7 separate regions of the Mus musculus genome follow, and all the other regions are linked to region 3. A link is a contact called in public HiChIP or PLAC-seq, capture Hi-C and promoter capture Hi-C data. All regions are on one chromosome and are shown on one strand. Each heading gives the region's core, a stretch centred on a gene start, on an enhancer-like site or on the middle of the called end of the contact. The rest is flanking DNA. Distances are from core to core; before and after follow the strand shown.

Region 1 (2,869 bases), core at 358-2,857, 330 kb before region 3:
AACTCCAGTGGCTCAGGTTTAAGGTCAAAATTGATAAATGGGACCTCATGAAACTAAAAAGTTTCTGTAAGGCAAAAGACACAGAAAATAGGACAATCAGCAACCTACAAATTGGGGGAAAAAATCTTCACTAACCCCACCTCTGGTAGAGGGTTAATATCCAAAATATATAAAGAACTCAAGAAGATATCTCAAAAAAAAAAAACCAAATAACTCAATTTTAAAAATGAGGTATACTTCTTAGAAGGAAAACAAAATACTAATAGGAGCAAATATAGAGATAAAATGTAGAGCAGAAACTGAAGGAAAGGCCATCGAGAGACTGTCCCACCTGGAGATTGATCCCATATACAGTTACCAAACCCAGACACTATTGCTGATGCTAAGAAGTACATGCTGACAGGAGCCTGATATAGCTGTCTCCTCAGAGTCCCTGTCTGAGCCTTACAAATACAGAGGCAGATGCTTGCAGGCAACCATTGAAATGAGTTCAGGGTCCCCAGTAGAGGAGTTAGAGAAAGGACTGAAGGAGCTGAAGGGGTTTGCAACCCCATAGGAAGAACAACAATATCAACCAACCATACCCCCCAGAGCTCCCAGGGACTAAGTCAAGGAGTACACAAGGCTCCAGTTTCGTATGTAGTAGATGATGACCTTGTTAAGCATCAATGAAAGGAGAGGACCTTGGTCCTATGAAGGTTTGATAGATGTCCCAGTGTAGGGGAATCAAGGGTGGGGAGGTGGGAGTGGGTGGGTGAGTGGAGGAACACCCTCATAGAAACAGGTGGAGGGAGGATGGGATAGGGGATTTCCAGGAGTTGGTGGAAACTGGAAAAGGAGATAACATTTGAAGTTTAAATAAAGAAGATATCTAATAAAAAAAAGGGGGGGGGCATAGCACCAAACAGAGAATTCACAACAGTGGAATCTCCAATTGTCTCCAATGCCTGAGAAGCACTTAAAGAAATGTTCAAAGTCCTTAGTCATCAGGGAAATGCAAATCAAAACAACTCTGAGATTCCACCTTACACCAATCAGAATGGCTAAGACCAAAACCTCAGATGACAACAAGCACATGCTGGCAAGGATGTGGAGAAAAAGAAACAGTCCTCAATAACTGGTAGAATTGCAAAATGGCACAACCACCATGCTTCCCATTTCTAAAGGGAAAATTTGGCTTAATTAGTAACATTCAATTTTCCACAAAGGTAGTAATGCCACCTCAGAAGCTGCTGGAGGGTTGTTTGCTTGTTTGTTTGTTTGTTTTTCACACATTGACTTATGTAACTGGTTATATAAAAGAGTCTGAACACTGGAAAAAATGTGCCTGACTTGAAGGCCTAAAATTTTTAAAACCTACAGTCATAAGGGTTCTCAAATACTTTGATCCCCCTTTTAGCTCACATTCTAAAATAAAGATAGAGGAGAGCAGATGGTAATAGGACAATGGGGATCTGCACCTCTTTAGAAGTACTTCTTTGGGACAATTCCAATCTCCATTGTCCAGATACCAGCAATCCAGTTCAGTAGTGTCAGGATACCAACAGTCCAGCTCAAATATGCCACCAAACACAAATCAGCAGTGGCAGCATGATTCTGCAGAAACAGCTAAGCTTCCACTGACTCAGCATGAGTCAGCAGGAGTGAACATAACCAGTCATAACACCAAGAGAAGTTCTCTGCCTTGTCTCTTTCAATAAAGATCAATGAAGAAGCTAGACCAACTAAGCATTGCACAGCAGACAATGCAAGCATTCCATCACTGTTTGTTGTGTCCTACTTTTAATCTCTCCTAAGATTTTATCACATGTCCTTTCATGGGTCTACTTCAGCAAAACATCACATGAGCCTGCTTCAGGAAAGTATCACATGACACAACCAGATATTTTTCCTTCACTTACTGGCTCAGGGCTGAGCAAGACTTGTGTAGGTTTCCGTTTGTCACCATTAGCCTGCTACATGAAATGTTAGAAAAAACAGGAGTAATTGTCTATATTATTTTTTTCTACACCAATTTAGAATTTCTTGTGTCAAAGGATGCTACCTTGTACTTAAAGATATTTTAGCAAGGTTTTCATTTAATATCTAATAAAGAATATTTAATATTTCTTATGTTTTATAGGAAGTATACAAGTTCACATGGGTGTGTTTTAATCATCATTGTTGCTACATTAACAAGTTGGGCCTTATGTTTTCATTCTTTATTTACCTAACTCTAAACTGTAATCCATGATTATTCTTAAAGATTAATTAAACAACACACAAACCAGGAATCACTGCATGTTAGTGGCTGGGGCTAGTGCTTTCTGCAACTCATTAGAGAAATTAAATGGAAAGATAATCTATAAAATATTACTATAATTACATACTTAGTAACTTATTAAGTTATCTCAGGAATTGGAGCAATGAATACATGGTTGTAAAGACTGGGTGCTGAGATCTCTGACTTGTTGATGAAGGGCACAAACTGTCAAATAAAATAGAAGTAAATACTAAGATCCATACATAGTACAATAAAATGAGAATAGCACCATCCTGTATATCTGAATTTTCCTTAAAGGACTGTCTTAGTCAGGGTTTCTATTCCTGCACAAACATCATGACCAAGAGGCAAGTTGGGGAGGAAAGGGTTTATTCGGCTTATACTTCCATGCTGCTGTTCATCACCAAAGGAAGTCAGGACTGGAACTCAAGCAGGTCAGGGAGCAGGAGCTGATGCAGAGGCCATGGAGGGATGTTCTTTACTGGCTTGCCTCACCTGGCTTGCTCAGCCTGCTCTCTTATAGAACCCAAGACTACCAGCCCAGAGATGGTCCCACCCACAAGGGGCCTTTCCCCCTTGATCACTAATTGAGAAAATGCCTTACAG
Region 2 (2,731 bases), core at 76-2,575, 300 kb before region 3:
GATTTTATGGAAAGATGAAACAGGGCAGAAATATTTTATTTCTTCAATTATCACCATTTAATTTGGTTAATTTTCCCTCTTATTTTGAGGAAAAAAAAATCCCTTATGAATTAAAGACTTTGAGCTGCCGGTATTATAAAATCAATTAGACTTGCACTCTCAATAGAGAGTTGTGAGCAGAAACAATGATTACTGGAAGGCACTATCACAGACAGGTTATAAATAATGTGTGTTAACAAAGCCGGTCAAGGAATCTTATATATCTCAATGATCAAAAGATGGGGAAAAAACAAGGAAGAGAAGGCAAGAAAACCATGGCATTGCATGTAAGGGTAGAGCAGAAAATGGGATTAAAAAAAAACAGCCTCAGCCTGGTGGTGGTGTCACCCCATTTTAATTCCAGCACTTGAGAGGCAAAGGTGGAGGCAGGATGATCTCTGTGAGTTCAGAGCCAGGGTCATAGAAAGAGTTTCAGGACAGCAACAGACTATAGAGATAAACAGTATTGGAGATTCAAAACAAAACAAAAGAGCCCCTGGGAGTCTCTGTGGGAGAGACCAGACAGTGCCCAAAGAGACACCATTCAGTGAAGAACTTACCTACACAACTCGCAATGAAACAGGTGCTGAGGAGTAAGATGGAAATCAGAGCAGCCATCCAGAGTCTCAGGGACCAGCAGACTACCTGCCCTGTCAGATGGCAAGCAGATATATTTACCAGAGGACCAAAAATCTTAGAATGCCTCCCCTGTCAGATAGTAAGTAGATGTACTCACCATAGGACCAAAAAGCTTAGAGCAATTAACGAACAGACAAAATGCTCAGAATAATTATGAACTTAAAGTAGGAAAAAGTTGTCAAATCTCTAGAATAAATGACCAAGTCAGCTCTGAAGCATGTGCACATACCCACATGGACACACACACACACACACACACACACACACACACACACACACACACAATCTAGAATCATTTCACCCTCAGGCACCTGCAATTTCCATGACCTTATATTTTAATCTTAATTATCACAGTCTTCTGTTGATGTCCTGTCTTTTCACATCTCCCTTCAGTATATGGTTTCTTATTTTTTCATGGTTTCTGGCGCTGAGACATCATACTTCCTTCAAATCCCTGTGGTTCTGCTATCTTGGTCCACTCCATCACTTCAGCCTGCCCACTTGGATGTACCATTACCCCAGGCACCTCATCATCACATCACACACTCCCACTTCTTCCCCTCACCTGATGATGCAGGAATGCCCACCTTACCTTGGGCTGGTCTTTCCTGCATCATTATTGAGCTGTATGTTCAGAAAATCACAGGCTTCTTGTATTTGCCTCTCTGAAATAGGACTCAGGTTCCTGGCCCCTTTCAAAAAGGTCAGCGCTCACAGTCAACCTTCACACCCCCTAAGCTAAATTCACTAGAATGGCCAATGCTGTACATATATAAGTCACGGTAGTCTACACTTCTCACTATTTAAGGACATTTGAAAGAGGAAATTGAGAAACATACCTGACATTGTTCCTGAAAACTCTCATGAGAAGGTTATCATAACTTGTTGAGTTCCTAATGTGGAAATCTCCCCCACTTCAAAAGAAATTTATCTATAAACAATATTTACATTGTTTATTTACAAAACTTTATTTGGTTTATTTATTTTCTATAAGGCTTAATTCGTATATTGAACGGGGTTCTAGGAAACAATAAAACATTTGATTGAATGGCTAGAACTTAGATGTTATGCATTAATGTAGTAAAAAAATAATAAGCCGAGATATGCTGAGAGATGATAAAGCAGTTGGTTGTCTTGCAAGCATGAAGACCTGAGACTGATGCTCAGAACCTGCCTAAAAATGTCATGTGTGCAGATACATGACTGTAATGGCAACATTGGGAAGCAGAGACATGTGGATCCCTGGGAGCTTCTTGTCCAGGCTAATTGTTGTTCTTCAGACCCACAAGAGACCCTGTCTCAAAGGAAGTGGATGGTGCTCCTGGGAACTGTACCTGAGGTTGTCCTTGAAAGAAAGAAGGAAATAAAAAGAAAACATGGCTATTCCTAAGGGGTTGAAAATTTTATTATATACACATATACACATACATATTACACATATATATAATGTAATATATATATATATATATATGTAATATGTATGTGTGTGTGTGTGTGTGTGTGTGTGTGTGTGTGTGTGTGTGTGTAATAGAGAGCATATCCAGAGGCATCTGGAGTGGTCCAAAATGGTGAACCAGGCCATCACTGGGTGGTGAGAGGAGGGCACAGGAACCAAAAGTGAAAAGACCAGGAATGAGCCAAAATACCAGAAGACCAAAAGGACTAAGTACCAAAATATAGGGAAACAAAGCTGGGGTCTAGCCTAGTCATATATATTTTATTTATATATCCCTTTCTGTTATCTTTGCAATCTACCTTTATGTTCCTTAAAAACAACTGTTGATTTGTGGACTATTTTCATGTGAGTTTTGACTTGTAATGTGATTAGAGAGCAATGAGTGTGCTCCTCTGGCAGAAGTAATAATCCTTAGGCTTTAAACTGTTGCGAGGAAAGAAGGAACCAAACAGACCTTGTCCAATATGACAAGATCTGACTTGCATGGGGCAAAAGTTCATTGGTAACATTTTACGAGTTCTCTCATTAGGTTAGGAGGAGGGAAGAGTGGTGTAAAATCAAAGGCAAGCTCCATAGAGTATATTATCTCTTCCTACT
Region 3 (2,700 bases), core at 198-2,697:
CTCATCAATGATGAATGACCCTCTGGTTAGGAAGCAAAATGGAGATGTGGAGAAGGTAACTTTCCAGCAAGAGAAAAACCATGAAGGTATGTAGGTCAGAAAAGGGATACTACTAGTACTGTATTTTTATAACGATTTAGTTACCCTATACTCTTTTATTTAACTCTCAAAAAAAAACCTGTGAAGGGGTTGGGGAAATGGCTCAGTAGTTAAGAACACTTGTTGCTCCTGCAGAAGACAGGGGTTCAGTTGCCAGCACCCAGATGATGGTTCACCAACATCAGTGACTCCAGTTCCTGGAGATCTGATGTCTCACAACATCACTCTGACCTCTGTGAGCACAAGGCATACCCACTCATACAGACAGACAAAACACCCATACACATACCTCTAAAACAAATAAAAACCTGTGAGGTACACAAGACGTGCACAGTCTTCTCACGCTACTTCTCCTGTTTTACAAATGAGAACCCTTAAGGCCTGGGGAAGAAAAACATTGATTGGCTCATAAATTACACAGCTATTTAGTGTCGAGGGCTCAGACCTAAAGAGTTTTCAACACAAATCCCAGCGAATTCTCTTTGAACTCCTTAACATCCTACAACAGCCCAAAACCTCAATCACTGGATTACAAGGTTGTCAGGCCTTACAAGAGGAAAAAAAAAAAAAAAAAAAAAAAAAATGCTGCACTGACTCTGGGAAAGCTCTAAGAGAGGTGACTGGATTGATAGGAAGGCAGAAATCCCTACATAATCAATGTGTGGGGGGGAGGGGTACACACACACAAACAAAATGAAAACACGCAATAGCTCATCACTGGAATACAAGATCTTAACGTGTGCCTACTGCGCCCCCCCCCCCCAAAAAAAAAAAAAAACTAAAGGATGATGACACTTGGCGAGAATGACAACAGTATCAATTAAAATAGATCATCTAAACAGTGGACAGCAAAACTACCATTCCGGACAAGTGTCAGGCGGGATCAGAAGCGCGGGGGGAGGGGGGGGAGCGTGCCGTGTGCGTGTGCGGACGCGCGCGTGGAGGATTACAAGCCAAAGGTCGCAGCAAGAGTAACAGATGGAGCAGGCATGAATGGATTGCGGATGACGAGGAGCAGACGATGTCTCAGGGGGAGGGATGGGGAGGAGAGGTGGAAAGACGCATGACGGCAGGAAGAAAAGAAAACAAAATCAGAGTTCCAGCAAAACAGAAAAGTAGACGGAGCCGCCGGCAGCCCGGGTGGCAGGCTAACTACGGCGGCAGCGGCTCGAGCCGATGGCTGCTGCCCAAGGACACAACCGTCACCCCGGCGGGCGCCGGCTGCAAATCCCCCTGGGTACCTGTAACCGCGGTTGGAGGCCCGCGGCGGAATCCGGTAGACGCTGACGTCGGGCTTCACACACAGCACGGACTCATATTCCAGCTCTGCCGCCATCTTGGCTCCGCTAGCGCCGCGGGGGCGGGGCACGGGTGGGGGCGGGCTGAGACGCCGACGGCTTCCTTCGCGTCACTTCCGCTCGGGTACAGCTTCGAGGTTAACCTCTAGGCGGCGCAAAACCTGTTACAATCTGGAAACGCTGATGCGCCTGGCTCGCCATCTTGAGTAACGGCAAAGACAGGCTCAGTGGTAGAGCACTTGCCTGCCAAGGCCTCGGGTTGGGCTCTTTCCCCAGCGAAAAATTAAAAATAAGAATTCAGTTCTCTTTTACCTACCTTCAAACGGTAACCAGAAAAAAAAAAAAAAAAAGTCACTGAATATACGAAAACAAAACAGAGGTTGGACAAAATGAATCTCTGCTTTCTCATTCTGTTCTCATAAGCAAGTGTCCAATGCATAATCTATTAAGTGCTACCATGGGGTTGTTTTGTTTTTTTGCAATTTTGTAGGTTTTGTTGGTGACTTCTCCATATTAAAATGACTGATTACAGTGCTAAATGCTATCTAGCATCCCTCAGCATGAGTAGCCCAGCTGGCTACACATCACGATGAGTACTAAACAGCTCTATCCACAAATATGTTCTTTGTGCACTCGCAAATAAATGTAAGCTTACAACAGTGTAACTTAGAAATGTTTTAGATGGCACTGACTTCAAGTGGCAAAACCAAGTCTGATCTTATCTTGTCCCCCCCAAAACACCAGTAGCAGCCTCTTTCATTGCATTCTATCGACTGGTTGACTTTTACTTCTGATTGGTCTGCTTTGCCTAGCAAAGCCAGTTCAACAAGAATTAGACTTTAGGGTTGGTGAGATGGCTCAGTGGGTAAGAGCACCTGACTGCTCTTCCAAAGGTCTGGAGTTCAAATCCCAGCAACCACATGGTGGCTCACAACCATCCATAACGAGATCTGACTCCCTCTTCTGGAGTGTTTGAAGACAGCTACAGTGTACTTACATATAACCAATAAATAAATCTTTAAAAAAAAAAAAAAAAAAGAATTAGACTTTAATTGGCTGGTAAGGATGTAGAGACTGGCTACGGTTGCCAGGACTATAAATTGATCCAACGCTGCTTTGAAGGGACATTTAGCAGAACTCTCCAAATATTAAGTGGGTGTAGCCTTTAACAGTTCCACTAGCTTTTTGTTTGTTCATGTCTGTTTATTTGGAGACAGAGTTTCAATGTAGTCCAGGCTGGCCCTCATCTCATTATGTACTAAAGAATGACTTTGAACTTGTAATCCTCCTGCCACCATAGTAC
Region 4 (2,700 bases), core at 165-2,664, 370 kb before region 3:
GCTCACAGAGACTTAAGCAGCATACACCAGGCATACACTGGACTGCACTAAGTCCTCTGCCCATAACTATAGCTTTGAATTATACTCAGAATTATAGCTTTGAGTTATAGTAGTAGTTTATAGGATTTATTTATAAATGTATAACAAGTATGTCTCTTATTCTTGTGCCTTCTCTTGGGCTATTTTATTTTTCTGTTGGCTTGGCTTGCCCAACTGCAAAGTAATAGTTTTCTTTTTATCTTATTGTACTTTATTTTGTTGTTATCTGTTCTTTTCTAGTGAGAGTAAATAGATATATATATGGGGAAGGAGATATGGAAGAACTGAGGAAAGTAGAGGGAGGGGAAATTGTATTCAAATTATACTGTATGAGGAAAAAACTATGTTTAATGTAAGGAAAAAAGAAAAAAAGGAAAATTTAATAAAATACCTGTTTAACTTCTAATTAACTTTGACCCTGATTAAGAAATTTAATGTATTATTATTATTATTTTACATTTTTCATGTATAAAAATGGAAATGATAATAAACTAGAAACAAATTTAGTAAAGGTTTCAATGTAACGCACTAGATTACATGAGGATAAAATAAGATAATAAATGTGCTTAAATAGCATAACATATTATTATGTAATTATTCTGATATATTTATCATAATTCTGATCCAGTTACTTTAAATGGTATTTATTAGAGATTAATAAATTAAATTAAGTCTCTACTTGTGTTTAAAGTCAGAAAAAAAAATAATCTAATGGCTGAGAACACCATCTTTTTTGTTTGCTTTGCTTTGTATTATTTTGTTTTGTTTTCGAGACAGGGTTTCTCTTTGTAGCCCTGGCTGTCCTGGAACTCACTCTGTAGACCAGGCTGGCCTCAAACTCAGAACTCTGCCTGCCTCTGACTCCAAAGTACTGGAATTAAAGGCATGTGCCACCACTGCTCAGCTGAGAACACCATTTTTAGAGTCAGGTAGACACTGAGTAAATGAACTTTCTTATCTTATTTGACCTATGAATCTTGAGGAAGTTATTATTCAATATTTTATGTGTAAATTGAGTTTCTAAACAAGGAATTTTATAAAACTTTAGATTATGCATACATTTAGTGAGAACTTAATTAATTGCAGTCATTAATTATAATAGTTACAGCTGGCAAATTTTCCCTACATTTTCAATGTAAATAATCGCAGTGTTGCATTAATCTAGGACTGCACTCACCTGACATTTTGACTGAAAGGAGTATCATCGATCCATTGCCATTTGCCATTACCTTGTGGATCCGAAAGACCCAGGAAGTAAGAAAGTGACTCATTCAGCTGCTGGGTGATGAAATTCTGTATGGAGAAAAGGGAGTTAACAACTTGCAGTTTTCATATTGAACAGAATGAGCATTCGTCATAGCCTTCACGGCCATTGGAATAGAAAAAAGCAGAAGTGAAAGGAAAGGTCATTGGAACCCATAGCACAGGAATGAAAAATAACAATGTTGTCACAAAGGCAAAAGGCCCTAGCTCATACCTTCATCATTCATTCTCCACCAATTAAAAGGATCTCCAATTCCATGAAGTTATTTTTATACTTTTAACCTCGTTTAAAATGTGATGTGGACTAGAGCCCCAGGCTTCCTTGCCAGCAGAGTCTCGCCCAACACCCGCAAGGGCCCACACAGGACTCCCCACGGGATCCTAAGACCTCTGGTGAGTGGAACACAGCGCCTTCCCCAATCCAATCACGTGGAACCTGAGACTGCGGTACATAGGGAAGAAGGCTACCTGGGCCTGATCAGGGGCACAAACCCCTTCCGCTCTACACGAGCCCTGGGCTACCTTGCCAGCGGAGTCGCCTGACACCTGCAAGGGCCCACACAGGATTCCACACGGGATCCTAAGACCTCTAGTGAGTGGAACACAACTTCTGCCAGGAGTCTGGTTCAAACACCAGATATCTGGGTACCTGCCCTGCAAGAAGAGAGCTTGCCTGCAGAGAATACTCTGCCGACTGAAACTAAGGAGAGTGCTACCCTCCAGGTCTGCTTATAGAGGCTAACAGAGTCACCTGAAGAACAAGCTCTTAACAGTGACAACTAAAACAGCTAGCTTCAGAGATTACCAGATGGCGAAAGGCAAACGTAAGAATCCTACTAACAGAAATCAAGACCACTCACCATCATCAGAACGCAGCACTCCCACCCCACCTAGTCCTGGGCACCCCAACATGACCGAAAATCTAGACACAGATTTAAAAACATTTCTCATGATGATGATAGAGGGCATCAAGAAGGACTTTCATAAGTCACTTAAAGAATTACAGGAGAGCACTGCTAAAGAGTTACAGGCCCTTAAAGAAAAGCAGGAAAACACAGCCAAACAGGTAGAAATCATTAAAGAAAAACAGGAAAACACATCCAAACAGGTGATGGAAATGAACAAAACCATACTAGAACTAAAAGGGGAAGTAGACACAATAAAGAAAACCCAAAGCGAGGCAACGCTGGAGATAGAAACCCTAGGAAAGAAATCTGGAACCATAGATGCGAGCATCAGCAACAGAATACAAGAAATGGAAGAGAGAATCTCAGGTGCAGAAGATTCCATAGAGAACATCGACACAACAGTCAAAGAAAATACAAAATGCAAAAGGATCCTAATTCAAAACATCCAGGTAATCCAGGACACAATGAGAAGACCAAACCTACGGATAAT
Region 5 (2,700 bases), core at 153-2,652, 430 kb before region 3:
TGAAGAGATAGAATCCCAGGGACATATTGAACAGAATATTTGGGTCCTTGTTGATTTTTTCTGTAGCAAAAACCATTGCCAATATATGTTGATAATGTTTGGTAAGATGCCTATGATGAAATATTATAAAGATAATTTTTGTGTTCTTTTTAATATTAATTTTTAATTAAAATATAATTACATGAGTTACCTTCCTTTCTTTTCTCCTTGTAGCTCTTCTCATGCTCCCTCTTAAACTCTGGATTTTTATTTTTAATAATCTAAGTCATATAAAGAATATACACAATAATCCAAGAAATAAACAGGATATTCTATATTAAAAATGTAGAAGAATTAGTGTTAAAATGAAGATTCATAGCACAATTTTTGCTTTTGAATTTTTTTGAGACAGTGTCTCACTATTCAGCCCAGGCTGGACTGAAACTCACTATGTAGACTAGGTTAACCACAGTCTCATAGAGATTCATCTGCCTCTGCTTCTCAGGTTGTGGGATTAAAGGTTTGCACCAACACATACTTTTGAATATACAATTTTCACATTTTACTGTGCAATTCGTGTCTGAGAAATTGAAATGGAGGAGAAAAGCAAACATTTAAACTTAGTATTTCTTGTGGTCTTCGAAAGTAGAATAAACCTCAGGAAAATACACAGTGCTTGATCAAACATAGCAATTTTAAAAAATAGTGTCATGTCAATTTAAATAGGAAAAATAACATGTTTTCAGTACAATACACTAAATATCTACCAAGAAAAAATTTTTACTTCAAAGTGCTTTCAACACCTTCTTACATATTTAAGAGATTCCGCATGAGTAGAAGGAGACACACAGAGAGAAAGTCATGGCTGATTAGCTCTTGGTATTTGGTGGCTACTGGGGAAGAGAGAGTCAGTTTCCTTCCAGGAAGTTTCGTTTGCCTACACTCTAGATGATGTCCTATACTCCTGCAGTACTGGCATGCCTAAATGAACTCAGTAGATTAAAAAGTGAGATGGAGACAGAATAGATAAAGTTGAGAGAGAGAGAGTGTGAGAGAGCGAGAGAGGCAGAGAGAGCATGAACTTGAGACAGGAGACAGTGGACATTGGGGTGGGGGGAAGCAGTAGAGGAGGGTTTGATCAACATATATTATATATATGTATGAAATCCTGAAGAAATATTTTTAAATGAGAGAAGCCAAACACTTACGCATAAAGAAATTCTGATAAATAGAATGCATCTTTAAAGCTAAATTTACTTATGAAGCGTCTAATCATCACTCTAAGGGAGAAGAGTCCTCCAATCACAAAATCCCCATCTTGATAGTAGCCAGGAGAAGCAGGTATACTTAAGGAGAAACAAGACATTTGTTCCTGGAACACAATGAGAATAATCCAGAGAGAGAAGGCAATGAGTAATCTCATATTTACGTTGATAAAAAAATGGATAAAACCCGGAAATCTGTTCAGTTGAGAGTCATGGATCCCAATAACACATCAACAAACTGATAAAACATGTGGCTGTCTGGTCAGTGTTGATCAAGTTTATAAAGCATTGTTTTGTCCTGATACAGGCCCACCAGTATCCAAACACTTCCTCAGTTCCCTGGAGTACAATCTGCTTTGCACCTACATAGCCCTAGATTATGTCCCCTTCACAGAGTCACTGTGAGTCTCCAAGGGCTCAGGAACCTGGCACCTAGTAATCCTGATTGTTGGCAGGAAAACACACAATTAAGAAAAGTGTGAAGTCCTCTCAAACACCTGTGGGGTGTTTACACTCAGTGAACTGAGACTTCTCAAGGTCCCAAGGTAAAGAGAGACTAACCAGTGGAAACATAATGAAGTCATGAAGCGTCATCTGAAAGATGACATCAAAGGGTTCAGTGGGGGAGCAGGGCGGGACTCATAATCTTTTAGCATAAATGTAATTCTAACATATTTCTGTATGTCCAAGACAAAATCTCTCATTAGAAAAAATTATGTTTGATTACTATATAGGGCAAATTATTAACATGTGTATTTTTTAACATCTTACATTGTATATGCTTATGAATAGAAATAATACACATCGTGAAAATTAAGTCTAAACACTTACTTCACACAGTTTTTTTTCAAGTACTGGTGTGATTTCAGAATTATTTACTACAGAGAAAGCAAATCATGGGATACTTATTGCTTTTAAAAATGTCTCTTGTGCATGAATGAGGTCCAATGTGTTAAGCAAATTTTCTTTTTTCCCCTTTCTTTCTCTCTCTCTCTCATTCATTCATTTTTGGTGCTGACATTCTAGGAGACTGCACTTAGAGCATGGTGTATGCTGGGCAATACTCTACTTTAGAGTCACATCTTTAGCCTTTTTAAATCTTTAAAGGCATGTAATAGGCTGCCCAGGTTGTCCTTGCAATTGTGAACCTCCTGTCTCAATCTTCTTAGTTGCAGATACCGGTGTGCGTCACCAAGCATAACTGTTACCGTATTTTGATGTGAATATATATAATATATATATTTGTAATAAGAAATTCAGATGTATAAAGATATATGTCACTTGTTTTGCAAATCAGATTAAGTCCATTCACATGGAAAATACACTTCATCACAGCTCCTAAGGGGGTAAGAACCTGTAGGTAAGAGTGTGTACAGAGGCTTTGTTACTCAGAACATGAGGAAAATCACACCTTATCCTCATCTTATTTCTTTGGGTCTGTGGATTGTAGCATGGT
Region 6 (2,700 bases), core at 177-2,676, 300 kb after region 3:
GTTTAGCCATAGTTAGAGACAGAGCGAGCTCCGGGAGGGAGCTGAGAGACACAGCTGGCAGAAAGCCTTCCAGGAGCCCAGGAAAGGTTTGGGAGAGACTTAGAGGGTTGCCAGAAGTAATTCCACCAGAAGGAGGACTCCAAGATAGTGTTGGAGAAACACAGAGGGCGACTCGGTAAAGGGCAGGCAGCATGGGTCAGAATTTGAGCCTGGGGGCATCCCCAAGGGGACTGAAACTTGCCAGAGAGATACCCAGAATCAGTGGAGAGGCATGGAAGGGCACCCAAGAGGTGTAGGAAGGCTGCCTGATGCACCAGCATGAGTTTGTATCATGCTCATGGAGCTCTAGGAGAGTCATTTGCCAAGTAGGTAAGGAGAGACATGAGTCTAGAGCCGGTGGAGGGGAAGTGGTGGAAGAGGCAGACCCTAGAATTTGAAGTTAAATATGGTGGTGGCAGAAGCCAGAAGCAACACACAATCTATACAGCAGGAGAGCCAGATCAGCAGCTTTGTTCTGTTAAAAGAGGCCAGGCCCCTTGGAAGTGGGGGGATAGGGTGGGGGAGTCCCCATGCCCCTCCCAGGTTCTCAGCACCAGACATATAGGGATAGCAGGGAGTACCGTGAGGAAAAATATCAAGAACAGTGGGAGAGAATAGAGGAGATAGTGAGACAACAAGAGAGGGAGTCGAGCCAGAGAACAGCTGGCTGAACAGAGGATGAGAAGCTGAGGGACTGAATGAGGTACGCAGGTCCTCTGGACTCTCCTGCCTCAGCCCATCCACCATTTGCCGTTGTCCCGAGGAGGAAGCTTTTTCTGAAATTACATTTTATTTTATGTGTTCATTGTATGCATGATTGTGTGTGTGCCTTAGCATACATGTAGAGCTTGTAGGAATGGTTTCTCTCCTACCAAGTGAATCTGGTTGGCTTCAAACTCAAGTTCTCAGGCTTGGCAGCAGGCTCCTTTGTCTCCTGAGTCACTTTGCTTGCCCATAGTTTTCTTGTACTATATAAATACATTTTTAGGAAATGTTATCCATGGCAACAGCTTCAACTACAGCCTGTCCTCAGGCGTGACCATCATAATGCATTCAACAGTTGATAGCATACCAGCACTAACTAAATTAAGACGACAGCAAAGTGCCAACTGATTAGATAACCAGTCTGGCAATGCTCTTGAGCTGGCTGGATACAGCTCGATCTATAATATTTAAGCACTATATAATATAATAGAGTGTTTAAACACATTCTGGTAGCTAACAGAAGAAGCCACAACCCGGTCAAACTCTAACTCTGCTTTTTGCTGAGGGACCTGGTCATCTGTTTTCTGTTTCCTCAATAAAACGAGGATGATAAAGTTCCAGTGTCATAGGGACATTGTGAAACACAACTTAAGCAATGAGGTTACAGATTGAGTAATATTTTTCCCCTCTAAATGTACCCACAGTGCTTGGTCACCTACAAGGAACTCAGTGTGAACAGGCAGACTCAAACACAATGCAATTGGGCTTATGCATTCTTGACTGTGTGTACTGAATTGAATGGGAGAGAAAAATACCTATATGGCATTCATCGTGAACCAAGTGCTGAGTGTCTCACACATTGAATTCATTTATTTTTCCCTAGAAGTCTCCACTTGTTATTGGCTTAACTTTGGAAAAGAGAAAAAGTTCAAACGACTCGACCAAGGCCACCCAGCTGCTGACTATGTCCCTCTGCCCCAGGAAAGAGGAAGCAGCCTTTTGCAAACAAAAGGGCATTTCTGACAACTTCTTTTATATTTAGCTGACCTAGTGACTAATGCTTTGAACATTTCCAAGAGCCTTCTCCTCCATCCCGAAACACATATACTCACTTTAAAGTATGAAGTGACATGGCTGTGAGCTTAGGTGACCCCAAGTCCTTGTTCAATTACTAAAGAACAAACAAATACAGCTGGGGTTGGTGACAGAGGAACCAATAAACGTGAGTCACTTCCTGAATAACTATCTTCTTAACCCCAGATGTCAGGACAAGCCAATACCCAGATGTGTGCACTGGTGTGTGGACTTGGTGGATAGAGCTGACCCGCCCACAGAAGGTACAGTGTGTTCACTCTATAGTTAGAAGGGTGCTAATCTGGTCTTCAGTACTAAAGGTGTTGCCTAGGCTCAGTGGTCACCCTGATCATCCTGAGAACCAGAGTCTGACAAAATGGACTGAGACGGTGTCTCAAATTGAGGTCCATAAGTTTCCAGGGCTGGAGATGGAGCTCAGTCAGTAGAGCATTTGCCTAGCTTTCAGGAAGCCCTATGTTCTATTTTTAAAACATATAAACCCGGCGTGATACCATAGGCTATAAACCCAGAATTTGGGAGGCAGAATAAAGGAAAGAAGGAAAGAAGGAAGGAAGAGAAAGAGAGAGAGAGAGAAAGGAAGGAAGAAAAAGAACAAAAGGAAGAAGGAAAGAACGAGAAAGAATAAAAGGAAGAGAGAGAGACAGAGAGGAAAAATCTCAGAATTACAAACACTGCGTCTTCAGGAAGAGCTGCCTTTATTTTTGTTATTCTTTGTTGTCCTTCCCTTCCTTTCTATTTCGTCTGAGACGAGGTCTTACTATACAGCCCAATCTGGCCTCACTCTCAGAATCTTTCTGCCTGGGCTCCCAATACAAGCACAGTCTACCATATCCACCCTGTCCCCCACCCCCTTTCTCTCCT
Region 7 (2,700 bases), core at 122-2,621, 420 kb before region 3:
GAAAAAGACCTAGAGGATAGCAAAACCTACATTGCTTATGGGTTTCAAAAGTTAGTCTAGCCTACAAAAAGAATCTTGAGACACAAAAGACCAATGATACAGAAATAAAGTTTTCTTTTGGCATGTTTGTCTGGAGTATCAGGTCAAGGATTTGGTAACCCCATGGTTTGGATCTTGGAAATGATGGCACACCATGATAGAAGTCAAGAAACCATTGAAGACTGAAATAGTTCAGACTCTTTCAAAGCCACTGAAGCTATGGCCATTTCACAAGAGCTCATCTCTATACATCCACAAAGCCTCTTCTCTGGGGAGCAAAGCCTTACATATGAAATTTCAGTGACAACTCAACCAAGCCATATCAATTTTAAAATATGCTTCAAGATACTTGAAAAAAATCCACGTGTCTGTAAAATAAAAAGTTCTGAGGGAAATTTCCAATCTGTGGAAATAATAGAAAGTTTCCTTGAGGCAAAAAAAATATTGTGTAGCACATAGGAAATCTGGCTCATCAAACACGGGGATTACCAAGTCATATGTGTAGCACTTCTATCTCCTGACACTCATAACCTCAAGACAGCTGATACTAGTGTGACTTTTACAGACATTAAAGAGTCTTTAGAAAACTTGTAGGAAGTTAAGGAAAGACATCCTATATCAAGCTCACATTCCAGACAAACACTGAGTTCTGTCTAACTGAAATTGCTTCTGCTGACACTCAAATCTGTTCCTCCTCTAAAATTTCCAAATAAATAAAAAATAGAATTAAAGTACCTAATGAGTCCTTAGACATTGTGTGTCAGTTTAAGAAACTGAACTGACTCACAAAGGCATGTGTGGCTGATCTATAAAACAGTCCAGTGGATAGCATCTTGGTAAAGGGGTCAGATTCCACACAGTGAGCACCTAAGAGCTGGTAAAGGAAGAGGAACAGAAAGGACCTAAAGAAAACTTTCATTGCCAACTTGTAAATATGCACATTATGTTCCCAGCTGTGTGGTGTGGGCAGAGATAATTTAGAGGCTCTCAGCCTCCTGTCTGTGAACAAATGTATACTTGATAGAAACAACAAACAAACAAAAAACAACAAGAATTCAGAATGTGGTACTGAGGCACATAGTGCCAAAGGAAAATCGGGACCAAGTTAGACTTTGAGAAAAGTAAGGCATTTACCAACTAAAATAACACAGATATATTTTTCAGGCCTCTCTGCCATTTCTCTTGATGCTTAGCATATACTTCATCATTTCCTCTTTTGTGGTCTGGAGTGAGAATTGGCGTGGTGTCCACTAAACTCCTTGTCCTTGTGCAAGAGAGGAAATTCTGACTTAATTGCACATCTATAAAGCACGTTGACATACTGTGCTATCCGGTCTGTTAGTCTTGAACTTTTAAAAAGAGGGCCAAGGATTCACCATTCAAGACTCACTTTCCAGGGGCTCTTTCTAAACTGAGAAGAGAAGGAAAAGGAAGAAAGGCAGGAAAAAGGAAGAATGAATTCAACCAAATCGCCTGCATCCCACCACACAGGTACAATCTAGGCATCCTCCTTGACTCTCTTAGAAGTTTGCCAAGGGCTAGGGTGATAGAAAAGCACTTACTGAGGTGGAAACAAAACAAAAGAGAGGAAAGGTCAGAGCTCTTGCTGAGGAGTCTGGGAGAAGGGGCCAAGGGAGGTGGGAGGAGCTTGCCTGCTGACTGTTTCTACCTTCTGTGATACTCTGAATGTCTTTGAGCAAGTCCTTCACTTCTGTGGAATTTACTCGAATTGTCTGTAAAATGTATATCTGGCATAAGAAAGTACTTACTGCATGGCTGCCAACTGTTTGGTCTAATTTACAAAAAGCTTAAAAATGAAATGCTGAGAAGAGCCCAGCAGGAGAAAGACTAGAAAGGCAAAGGGAGAAAGTGAGGTAAGATGAGAAGAGAAGAAAGGGAGGAAGCACGGAGGGCAGTCCTTAAAGTGCAGAAGCATTTTAAATGGGGAGAGTAGAAATGAAAAGCTCAGACTTCTTAAGGTGTGGTTTCCAGGCTAACATCGGCCGGAAGCAGAGGCTTCCACACGGCTCGCCTGGATTGTTAGCTTTCTGGGTGAGGACCAACAGTCTCCAGAGGGCACGGATGCATGGGCAAGCCTGGGGACTGGTAGATATGAAATGAAAACAGGAAGGAGTAAAGATAAAGTCAACTCAAATCTCGTTCGTATATTGCTTTGGGAAGATCCACTGTGTATTTTATCCTTCTTCCTACAGAGAGAGGATGCTTCAAAAACTCCCAAGTGCTCTCCTGGACGATAGCCGGGGCCTCCATCCTGTTTCTCAGTGGCTGTTTCATCACCAGATGTGTCGGTGGGTTCTGATGATCAGATTCACTCTGTCTCTCCATGGCAAACACTAGCAGTAGATTCTTGCTTGGTGCATCACTTTTCCTATAAAGAGGCTTTTTGGTTTTGTTTTAATAAAGTTTTGTGCATGCTATATTTAATTATTCTTGACCGACTTTGTTGTTTAACAGTTTCATATGTGTATATAATGTTTTCCATTACTCTTTCTCTCACACCCTCTCTTATGTACCTCCCTTCACTACTAACCCCACCTGCTTCCTTTCTCAGTTTCATGAGTTTTAGTTAGTTTAGTTTAGTTTAGTTTAGTTTAGTTTAGTTGGGTTTAACATGGGCCATCTGTATGATCACAGAGGGAG

The links. Promoter capture Hi-C pulls out the DNA fragments that hold promoters and counts their contacts. HiChIP or PLAC-seq counts read pairs in DNA pulled down with a chosen protein or histone mark. Capture Hi-C pulls out chosen DNA fragments and counts their contacts.
Region 1: a contact with region 3 is called in an H3K4me3 HiChIP or PLAC-seq map of bone marrow-derived macrophages, with 7 times the contacts expected there. The contact joins the enhancer-like site here to the promoter of Necap1 in region 3. A contact is called at or near these places in 2 of 39 promoter capture datasets (the HPC-7 cell line and macrophages), 1 of 484 Hi-C or Micro-C datasets (bone marrow-derived macrophages), 3 of 115 datasets of contacts at active chromatin or transcription factors (bone marrow-derived macrophages and embryonic stem cells) and 1 of 9 other capture datasets (embryonic stem cells).
Region 2: a capture Hi-C map of macrophages shows a contact between it and region 3, with 6 times the contacts expected there. The contact joins the promoter of Clec4b2 here to the promoter of Necap1 in region 3. A contact is called at or near these places in 12 of 39 promoter capture datasets (the C10 cell line, the HPC-7 cell line, cranial neural crest and 6 more), 1 of 484 Hi-C or Micro-C datasets (bone marrow-derived macrophages), 8 of 115 datasets of contacts at active chromatin or transcription factors (bone marrow-derived macrophages, embryonic stem cells and epiblast stem cells) and 3 of 9 other capture datasets (embryonic stem cells, liver and macrophages).
Region 4: a contact with region 3 is called in an H3K4me3 HiChIP or PLAC-seq map of bone marrow-derived macrophages, with 4 times the contacts expected there. The contact joins the enhancer-like site here to the promoter of Necap1 in region 3. A contact is called at or near these places in 6 of 39 promoter capture datasets (the C10 cell line, the HPC-7 cell line, cranial neural crest and 3 more), 11 of 484 Hi-C or Micro-C datasets (the CH12 cell line, the G1E-ER4 cell line, bone marrow-derived macrophages and 6 more) and 8 of 115 datasets of contacts at active chromatin or transcription factors (DN3 thymocytes, the HPC-7 cell line, bone marrow-derived macrophages and 2 more).
Region 5: a promoter capture Hi-C map of hematopoietic stem and progenitor cells shows a contact between it and region 3. The contact joins the promoter of Vmn2r19 here to the promoter of Necap1 in region 3. A contact is called at or near these places in 1 of 39 promoter capture datasets (hematopoietic stem and progenitor cells) and 3 of 115 datasets of contacts at active chromatin or transcription factors (embryonic stem cells and epiblast stem cells).
Region 6: a contact with region 3 is called in a promoter capture Hi-C map of neutrophils, with 3 times the contacts expected there. The contact joins the enhancer-like site here to the promoter of Necap1 in region 3. A contact is called at or near these places in 5 of 39 promoter capture datasets (the C10 cell line, macrophages, neutrophils and 1 more), 3 of 484 Hi-C or Micro-C datasets (CD4 T cells, macrophages and uterus) and 1 of 115 datasets of contacts at active chromatin or transcription factors (pancreatic cancer cells).
Region 7: a contact with region 3 is called in a promoter capture Hi-C map of macrophages, with 8 read pairs. The contact joins the promoter of Clec4e here to the promoter of Necap1 in region 3. A contact is called at or near these places in 4 of 39 promoter capture datasets (the HPC-7 cell line, embryonic stem cells, hematopoietic stem and progenitor cells and 1 more) and 4 of 115 datasets of contacts at active chromatin or transcription factors (bone marrow-derived macrophages, embryonic stem cells and microglia).

The regions. Positions count from the first base shown.
Region 1 is chr6:123,206,404-123,209,272 of GRCm38.p6, reverse strand. No RefSeq gene overlaps it. Among named protein-coding and RNA genes, the nearest start is that of Clec4n, 22 kb to the left of the region's middle. Within about 2 kb of position 1,607, at least 21 of the 459 cell types and tissues checked have an H3K27ac peak or open chromatin away from gene starts, as enhancers often do. A contact at or near this core is called in the HPC-7 cell line and bone marrow-derived macrophages, where this site is marked.
Region 2 is chr6:123,171,617-123,174,347 of GRCm38.p6, reverse strand. Clec4b2 (C-type lectin domain family 4, member b2) reads right to left here and starts at 1,325. Exons shown (of 6, transcript NM_001004159.2): 1 at 1,271-1,325; 2 at 600-689. The coding sequence starts at 1,295.
Region 3 is chr6:122,873,304-122,876,003 of GRCm38.p6, reverse strand. It overlaps Necap1 (NECAP endocytosis associated 1), which reads right to left and starts at 1,447. Exons shown (of 8, transcript NM_026267.3): 1 at 1,341-1,447. The coding sequence starts at 1,435.
Region 4 is chr6:123,243,110-123,245,809 of GRCm38.p6, reverse strand. Clec4n (C-type lectin domain family 4, member n) reads right to left here. Exons shown (of 6, transcript NM_020001.2): 5 at 1,217-1,332. Among named protein-coding and RNA genes, the nearest start is that of Clec4n, 15 kb to the right of the region's middle. Within about 2 kb of position 1,414, at least 9 of the 459 cell types and tissues checked have an H3K27ac peak or open chromatin away from gene starts, as enhancers often do. A contact at or near this core is called in bone marrow-derived macrophages, where this site is marked.
Region 5 is chr6:123,307,035-123,309,734 of GRCm38.p6, reverse strand. Vmn2r19 (vomeronasal 2, receptor 19) reads right to left here and starts at 1,402. Exons shown (of 6, transcript NM_001104632.1): 1 at 1,188-1,402; 2 at 1-110. The coding sequence starts at 1,402.
Region 6 is chr6:122,570,182-122,572,881 of GRCm38.p6, reverse strand. No RefSeq gene overlaps it. Among named protein-coding and RNA genes, the nearest start is that of Aicda, 18 kb to the right of the region's middle. Within about 2 kb of position 1,426, at least 129 of the 459 cell types and tissues checked have an H3K27ac peak or open chromatin away from gene starts, as enhancers often do. A contact at or near this core is called in macrophages, neutrophils, pancreatic cancer cells and 1 more, where this site is marked.
Region 7 is chr6:123,288,542-123,291,241 of GRCm38.p6, reverse strand. Clec4e (C-type lectin domain family 4, member e) reads left to right here and starts at 1,371. Exons shown (of 6, transcript NM_019948.2): 1 at 1,371-1,530; 2 at 2,253-2,348. The coding sequence starts at 1,494.